Regions from separate parts of the Gossypium hirsutum genome. Here region 1 is linked to region 2. Evidence: chromatin contacts called from public Hi-C data. All regions are on one chromosome and are shown on one strand. The core of a region is the stretch at or near the end of the contact, and the rest is flanking DNA. Distances in the headings are between cores, read along the strand shown. Region 1 overlaps LOC107919828 (inactive poly [ADP-ribose] polymerase RCD1). Region 2 has its middle 14 kb from the start of LOC121205072.

Region 1 (3,369 bases), core at 134-2,633, 82 kb after region 2:
GGAAATAATAAAAACATGACAGACTTAGGCAGGTAAAAGGCAAAAAAGCAAAAGAAATAAAAGAGTAGTTGTAATTAGTTGGGTTCGATTTTCCAAGTCCAACTTGCATTAATAATGATAGAGCATCAAGCCATAAATTAACCACACCAAACTTTTACTATCCCTGTTGATTGATAAATTAACCACTCTTTTCTCTTGGAGTTATATGTACATTGTACAGCAAAACCTAAAACTGTCATTCATGTCATCTCTCTCCTTTATTTTATTTTAATATTGGTAACAAATATCATACGTACGGTTTTAAAGATTTATTGCAACTTTTAATACAAAAGGGATGAATTAGATAGTGGAGGAAAGATTTGGGGGTATGTTTTGAGAATGTGAAAAGCTAAGGGAAGGTGAAGTGAAGATGTCAGAAGACCCCTCCTTTTTTATTTTTTAGTTTTTTGAAATATTGAAAGTCAGATATGAATCATTCATTCATAATTAGGAGCTTTTAATGCAAGGTGATGGTATGATGTGACAAATGCTGAATCAATTTATCTTCTGGTGGTCCATGGGAAGGAGACTACCACAACCACTGAACTCTCTCATTAACCCTCCCCACTACTCAGATACCGTAAGTGGACCACCCTTTTTTTTTTTCCCCTTTTTTCTTTAGGTTAATTTCCCATATGTTTATTCTTCTTTCTATTATTATTTCAGTGTCGTAGACTAGTAAACTAGCTGCTTGATTCTTTTGGTCTATGTTTTTTATGGATTTTTTTTTTGGGGTGTGTGTCAAAGGTGTAAATTCGGATGTTTACCTCAAGGTTCAAAGTTTCAAACCCGGGGAAGGTACAAGAAAAGAATCTCTCTAAATACAATGCATGTAAAAGAGAAAAATTTCCCGTTGTTCTTTACAGTTCATAATGAAGCAATAAAGAGAAATCTGTAAAGCTGCTCATTAAATTGCTCTGTTCCCCATCCAAAACAGATGTTTTCATCTTTTGCTCGTAATACTGCAAAGTCTTCAATCACTTTCATTTTCTGAAGATGGATCATCAGGCCCGCGTCTCATTGAACTGGGTCAAAAACTAAAGCCCTCGTTTGTCCTAGCCCATTTCCTATATCATGACCTAAAGACTTAATGGAAAACCAGATATAATGAAACGTCCAACAGATTTTATTTGGGGGGAAACTGAAGATTAATCCAACTTCACTTTGCTGTGAAGCAAGCCGGTACCAATTGCACTCTTTTTCTTTTCATTGCTCAAGAGTAAAGAACCAATGGCTGGTGCAATTGCAATTTGCAAATATACCACGAGTCATGGGAGTCATTGTCAACTAGCCGGTCCCATGCAACTCCATAAAGAAACATCAATCTGAAGTGCTGGGGGCTCCACTGACATTAACCAAATGGTTGCTCTTATACCACGAGTCATGGGAGTCATTGTCAACTAGCCGGTCCCATGCAACTCCATAAAGAAACATCAATCTGAAGTGCTGGGGGCTCCACTGACATTAACCAAATGGTTGCTCTTAGGTATTTATCTACGATCCCCCAATCATCTTACCCGATAATTGACTTCCTCATTCCAAACGACTTAATCCTTTATCTCTGGCGTGCCATCCTAATCTCGCACATGACCATGGGATATGGACAGGCGGCACCAAGTTTACCACAATTGATCTTCGGCACGTTTCTTTTACTTTTGGAAGTTGGAAGCTCCCCTCCTCTCCGGTATTACATTTAAACGCCCAAAAGAACTCGTAGAAATGTCAGGCAACAATTATTTATTTATTATAAGAGAACGATGCACCACGTCCACATTCAGAAAAAAAATTGAAAACCAAAAGAAAAAAAGGATAGAGTTGGCTAGCAAGCCGGTTCAGGTTGAAAACGAGTTCTTCAGTTTTGAGCAAATACCAAATCAATGCTACTAGAGACTAGGAGATATACCGAACAATTACACCATTAAAAAACAAAGCAGTGCTAAGACTCCTACAAGTACCTTCAAACATGTCCTTATCATGTCGATGCATTTTGATAACAAGAAGCAAGCTGAAGTCACCCAATAGCACCAACAGCTTTTGAGGATACCAAGCAGCAAAGCCTTCCACACCTAAACGTGAAAATGGTAAAACTCAAAGGCTTCCAGGACCCTTCATGTTCTGTTTTGCCACCTCTAATTCATGCCTCGATGGTATCTGCAAATTGCCAGAAAACTAAATTAGATTAACGTTAAATCAAATCAACATTTTGTAGTGGTATTGCATTGCAGAGTAATTAAAACAGACCAAGGATTTAAAATCATACCTTGCTTTGTAGTGAAGTTATTGTTGACCTCAGCAAATTATCTCCAACTATCAATCTCAACTTTTTGACAAAATCATCACGAGTTATCTTCTTTGCCTTACGGAGCAAAAAAGATATAACACAGAAGAATTAGAAGCTTTATTTAAAACCATAGAGAAACCAATAGGGGTGTAATCAAGCCAAGCCAAGCCCAATACTGCCACGCTCAAGCTCGATACTCAGCTCGAGCTTGATCCAACATCTATTTTTAAGCTCAAGCTTAGCTTGAGATATAATCGAGCTACTTAAGCTTGAGCTCAATCAAGCTCATTTACCAATTTTTGTACTTGACCTCGAGCTCAACTCAATAATTAAGCTTAGGGTTAATAATATATATTAAGGGTAATAACATAATTTAATAGTATAAAAATATGAAAAGTTCGATAAGGCTCGCAAGATATTCAAGTCAAGTACTACAAGCTCGAATTCAACTTGATCAATAGCTCGACTTGGCTTGATAAGTATCAAATCAAGTTCGAATTTTCTCCAAGTCGAACTCGAGTAGCTTGCGGACACTAGTGTCTCACTTACACCCCTAGAAACCAACAATTAAACATCTTACTAAACATACCCTGAACAGTTCATAATGATTAGCAACTTGGTCCATATCCATACGAGGAATCTTATTTGAGATAGCAGCAAACAACATAGGGAAAGGCATCCAAGGGGATTTAGGGGTCTTTGAAGTGTTTGAACCCAGACTAGGATCATTTTCTTGGGATCCCCCTGAATCTGAATTTTGGTGTTTAGTACTCCCCTAAATGACAAGAATATCAGCAGCAAACATAAGTAAACCTCACAAGATATACGAATTATCAGGACTGCCATTTCCGCCTGAAAATATCTTAAAAGTACAAAGGTTGTTTTGTGTTGCTGTATGACACAAAACATAGGAATAAAGACTGCCTCAGGGTGCAGAGACAGATAATATCATGCTCTTCTATTTTAAAATTCTTCTGAGTGCCACTTTCCTTCCACCACTCTTGCTAGCATAAGTCAACATCACACAATAATTTGCTGCATCTACACCT
Region 2 (3,429 bases), core at 77-2,576:
ATCACATGGCTTTCACTTTATTTCAATCAGCATAAAATGTAAAGTGTGTGTGTGAGCAACAACCATAAACGAGACAGTAAAAGATAGATTTCTTTTCTCAGTTTGCTTTTTCTTCTGCATGCATGCATGGCCTCCACTGATAGCAAATATTCTCTCTTTGTGTTGGTTTCTAACAGGGAAGCTTGGCTGCATGGCAAACCTAATGATTCTCCTCTAAACTTACCATCTCTCCAGGTTCTAATTTCTAACCTTTTATTTCCCCAAATAACCTCCTCTTTCCAACTTTTTTCCTGCATTCTAATGATGCTAATATATATATATTTATATAAACACCAATATAAAATGAAAAAGGTATACCAAAAAGGTGGACCCAATTTTTTTCCTTCTTCTTTCATGGAGGCATGTACATTTCTAATTTGCATCATTTCCTGGTTTGATTTTTGAAAACGTTGATTTTGAATCCTTGTTTTTCAATGTTCTTAAACAGAAAGCAAAGCCCCAACTCAAGGTGGCTTTTAGTCTTTTTTGTTTTTTTTTAATGAAAAGTAAAGAAAAAGAGCCGGGTAGGTGTGGGTGTGTGTGTGTGTGTGTTGGGGGGGGGGTTATGATTGTTAAAAGTTCCTTTTTTGGTTCTTTGAAGAACCCTCCCTAGCTCAGGCCTCATCATCAAATTTACTTAACATGCATTTATCATAAACCCAATCCTCTTGACCCATATCAAGCTCATTGGTTTGACCTTGAAACATGCATGGTTGTAGATGGGGTCAAATTATGACTAATGCACCAGGAGAGATAATTGTAATGCTAAAGAATAGTGTCGGGAGTGGCACACAGGAGAGGAGCTGTACCAGGCTTAGTACGCTAGGCTATACTGTTCAAAATGAATGCTAATGCATAAAAACTAGTAGCGGCTAGTAATTCATTGCTTTTGATGATTTGCTTTATTATTTATTTTATTTAATTTTGAGTGCAGAAGGATATGGATCCAAAGTGCTTAAGCTATGAGAGAATATCAGATGTAAGCTCATCAAGCCTTTCAGAGACATGCTCCAAGAAGCCTAATTTGGAGTTCACATTGGGGGTTCCACATTGATATAGATATAAATGATTTTATATATTAGGATGTGTACTGCTCATTTTGAAATGATCATATATATCTCTGACTCCGAAGAGAGGAGAAGGGGGAGTTGGTGAAGAGAATCAGGTACCCTCTCATATTATATATATATATTAAAAAGAATATCAGATTATGAAAAGAAAAAGAGAGCAACTAAAGACAGACAAAGAGACAAGAAAGACAGAGAGCAACAAAAGGAGAGAGGGGGATGGCAAAAGAAAAGCACACGTCCTTCCTATCAAAGCAGCCTTGAGAGATCCATATCAAAATATTATATTCCTACGTAAATATGAAATCTAATTGATTTTGTATGTTTTGCACTTAGTGACAGAGAGAGAGAGAGAGAGAGAGAGAGAGAGAGAGCGAGAGCGAGAGAGAGAGAGAAGAAAGATGAAAAAGATAGAGAGAAAAAAGAGAGGGAGAGAGTGACCCCTTTTAACTATCTTAAAAGTATGAACTATATTTGAAGTGATCCTTGGTAATTGTAATGGAGCACTTTACATTTCTAATATAATTTTTAGCTTATTTTTACCAAAGCCTCAGTATGGGGTTTATTTGGCCTCTCTTTTCTTTTTTTAAAAGCAATTTTACATGCTTTACACTTTGTAAACAAAGGGGAAAAAAGCACTAAAAAGTCTTTCAAGTATAATATATGATCTCAGAAGTAATGATAGTATTTACCTTCAAATTTGTTGGGTAAAATACAATAAAGAAAGAGGAAATGAAAAGGAGAAGTTTTGACGCCTTTTCTCCAAAAATCACATATATCAAAGTTTATATAGAAAGGTATAGTCAAAAAGCAAAAGCAAAAATAAAAAATAAAAACTAAATAAAGAAACCCCTTCAATTTCGAATTAGTCGTTTTGGTTCCTGTGGAAAGTATAGTACATGTTTCTATATATTTTATCTCTTTTATTAAAAATGGATAAATTAGTCTATATATATTAAATTAAAAAAATAAATTAGTCATTTATGTTTAAAAAATTCATTCATTTGTATTATTAAAAGTTAATTTAGCTGACAGAATAATTAGATAGTGATACATGATGTGCTATGTTAATATATGGGGGTAAGCTTTAACAATAAAAATGAATGAAATTTTTTAACAAAAGGATCAATTTGCTCATTGATTTAATGTATAGTGATTAATTTGCCTATTTTTTTAGTAGAGAAGTCAAAATGTAATCGAACTTTTAGTACATGGGCTTTTATAGTACTTTTGCCTTATCATATACCTAAACATTGGGAATTTGATGTTTATCTACCCTAAAACTTTTGAAATGAAATTACGTTTTGAAATGAATTTGTATATCAGATAATGACGAAATTCTACTCCTTTGATAGCTGAATAAAGAACAATGTTCATCGTAATCCTCGTTGTTTGTCATTGGCACTTTAAATTAAGAAAGGGAAAAAAGCCATAGACTTTGATGTTTAGCTTTTCAAAAAGATGATTGAATGTCTAATTGCCGAGAGGAAGCTTCCCTGAAAGTGGTACCTACAAATTCCTCCCAATGGAGAATTATTGCTTTTTATTCCACATTTTTAGCTAGGGTTTTGGAATTTTCACCCGTCTTGTTCCACCAATTAGATATTCCTCTATGTTTTGCATGGAGAATTTATTAATCCTTTTTATATCTTCAAACATAGACCCAAATTTCCTTTTAGAAAAGAAAAAATAGATAGACTAGACGATCAAAAATTGAATATTTTTCCTTGTAGAATTAAATTTCGAAAATATGAAGATGACACTTGTGTTTTGAGAAATGTAAAAAATTCGTATAACAATTATTGGGTTTATTTTTTAAAAAAAGAGTTGAAAAACTCCTTTAATCACCAAAATAGAAGAGAATGATTGGAAAAGAGGGTAGAAAAAAAAAGTAATATATATACAGAGAAGATAGGGAATTTAAGACAACAACATCTGATCTAAGATAGTCTTTTTGTACAGAAAGATTCCTACCAAAAAAATTTGTTCTCTAGTCAGATGTTTCCTTCTATAAAGCACAAAATTTCATGCCTTTGGTTTCATACCATTAGGCTTCAATAATTTTCAATTTGTGAACAAAAGGCTCATGTTCTAATGTTAGCTTTACCAAGTTATTATAATAACCATGGATAGCGCGCGCGCACAAAAAAAAAAAAAGTCCAAAAATTTGTTGTTGGGTCGCAATCATGGATCAAGGACCGCAACTTCGAAAAGACTAAAGTGCCTCTACGATTAAGGAAGACATGATGAAACTAGTTTCTTTATCAAGTTAATTTTGTGGTGAATAATTAAGGAGTTTTGTGTCATTTTATGTGTTTGCTTT

The links. Hi-C and Micro-C count contacts between places; a contact is called where the count stands out from the background.
Region 1: a contact with region 2 is called in a Hi-C map of leaf, with 3 times the contacts expected there. The contact joins two enhancer-like sites. A contact is called at or near these places in 9 of 34 Hi-C or Micro-C datasets (callus, leaf and petal).

What each region holds. Positions count from the first base shown.
Region 1 is chrA08:111,635,680-111,639,048 of Gossypium_hirsutum_v2.1, reverse strand. LOC107919828 (inactive poly [ADP-ribose] polymerase RCD1) reads right to left here. Exons shown (of 10, transcript XM_041074793.1): 8 at 2,910-3,095; 9 at 2,300-2,395; 10 at 1,760-2,190. The coding sequence ends at 2,128. Among protein-coding and RNA genes, the nearest start is that of LOC107919828, 6.4 kb to the right of the region's middle. Within about 2 kb of position 1,383, at least 7 of the 9 cell types and tissues checked have an H3K27ac peak or open chromatin away from gene starts, as enhancers often do. A contact at or near this core is called in leaf, where this site is marked.
Region 2 is chrA08:111,717,793-111,721,221 of Gossypium_hirsutum_v2.1, reverse strand. It overlaps the pseudogene LOC121204609. Among protein-coding and RNA genes, the nearest start is that of LOC121205072, 14 kb to the left of the region's middle. Within about 2 kb of position 1,326, at least 5 of the 9 cell types and tissues checked have an H3K27ac peak or open chromatin away from gene starts, as enhancers often do. A contact at or near this core is called in leaf, where this site is marked.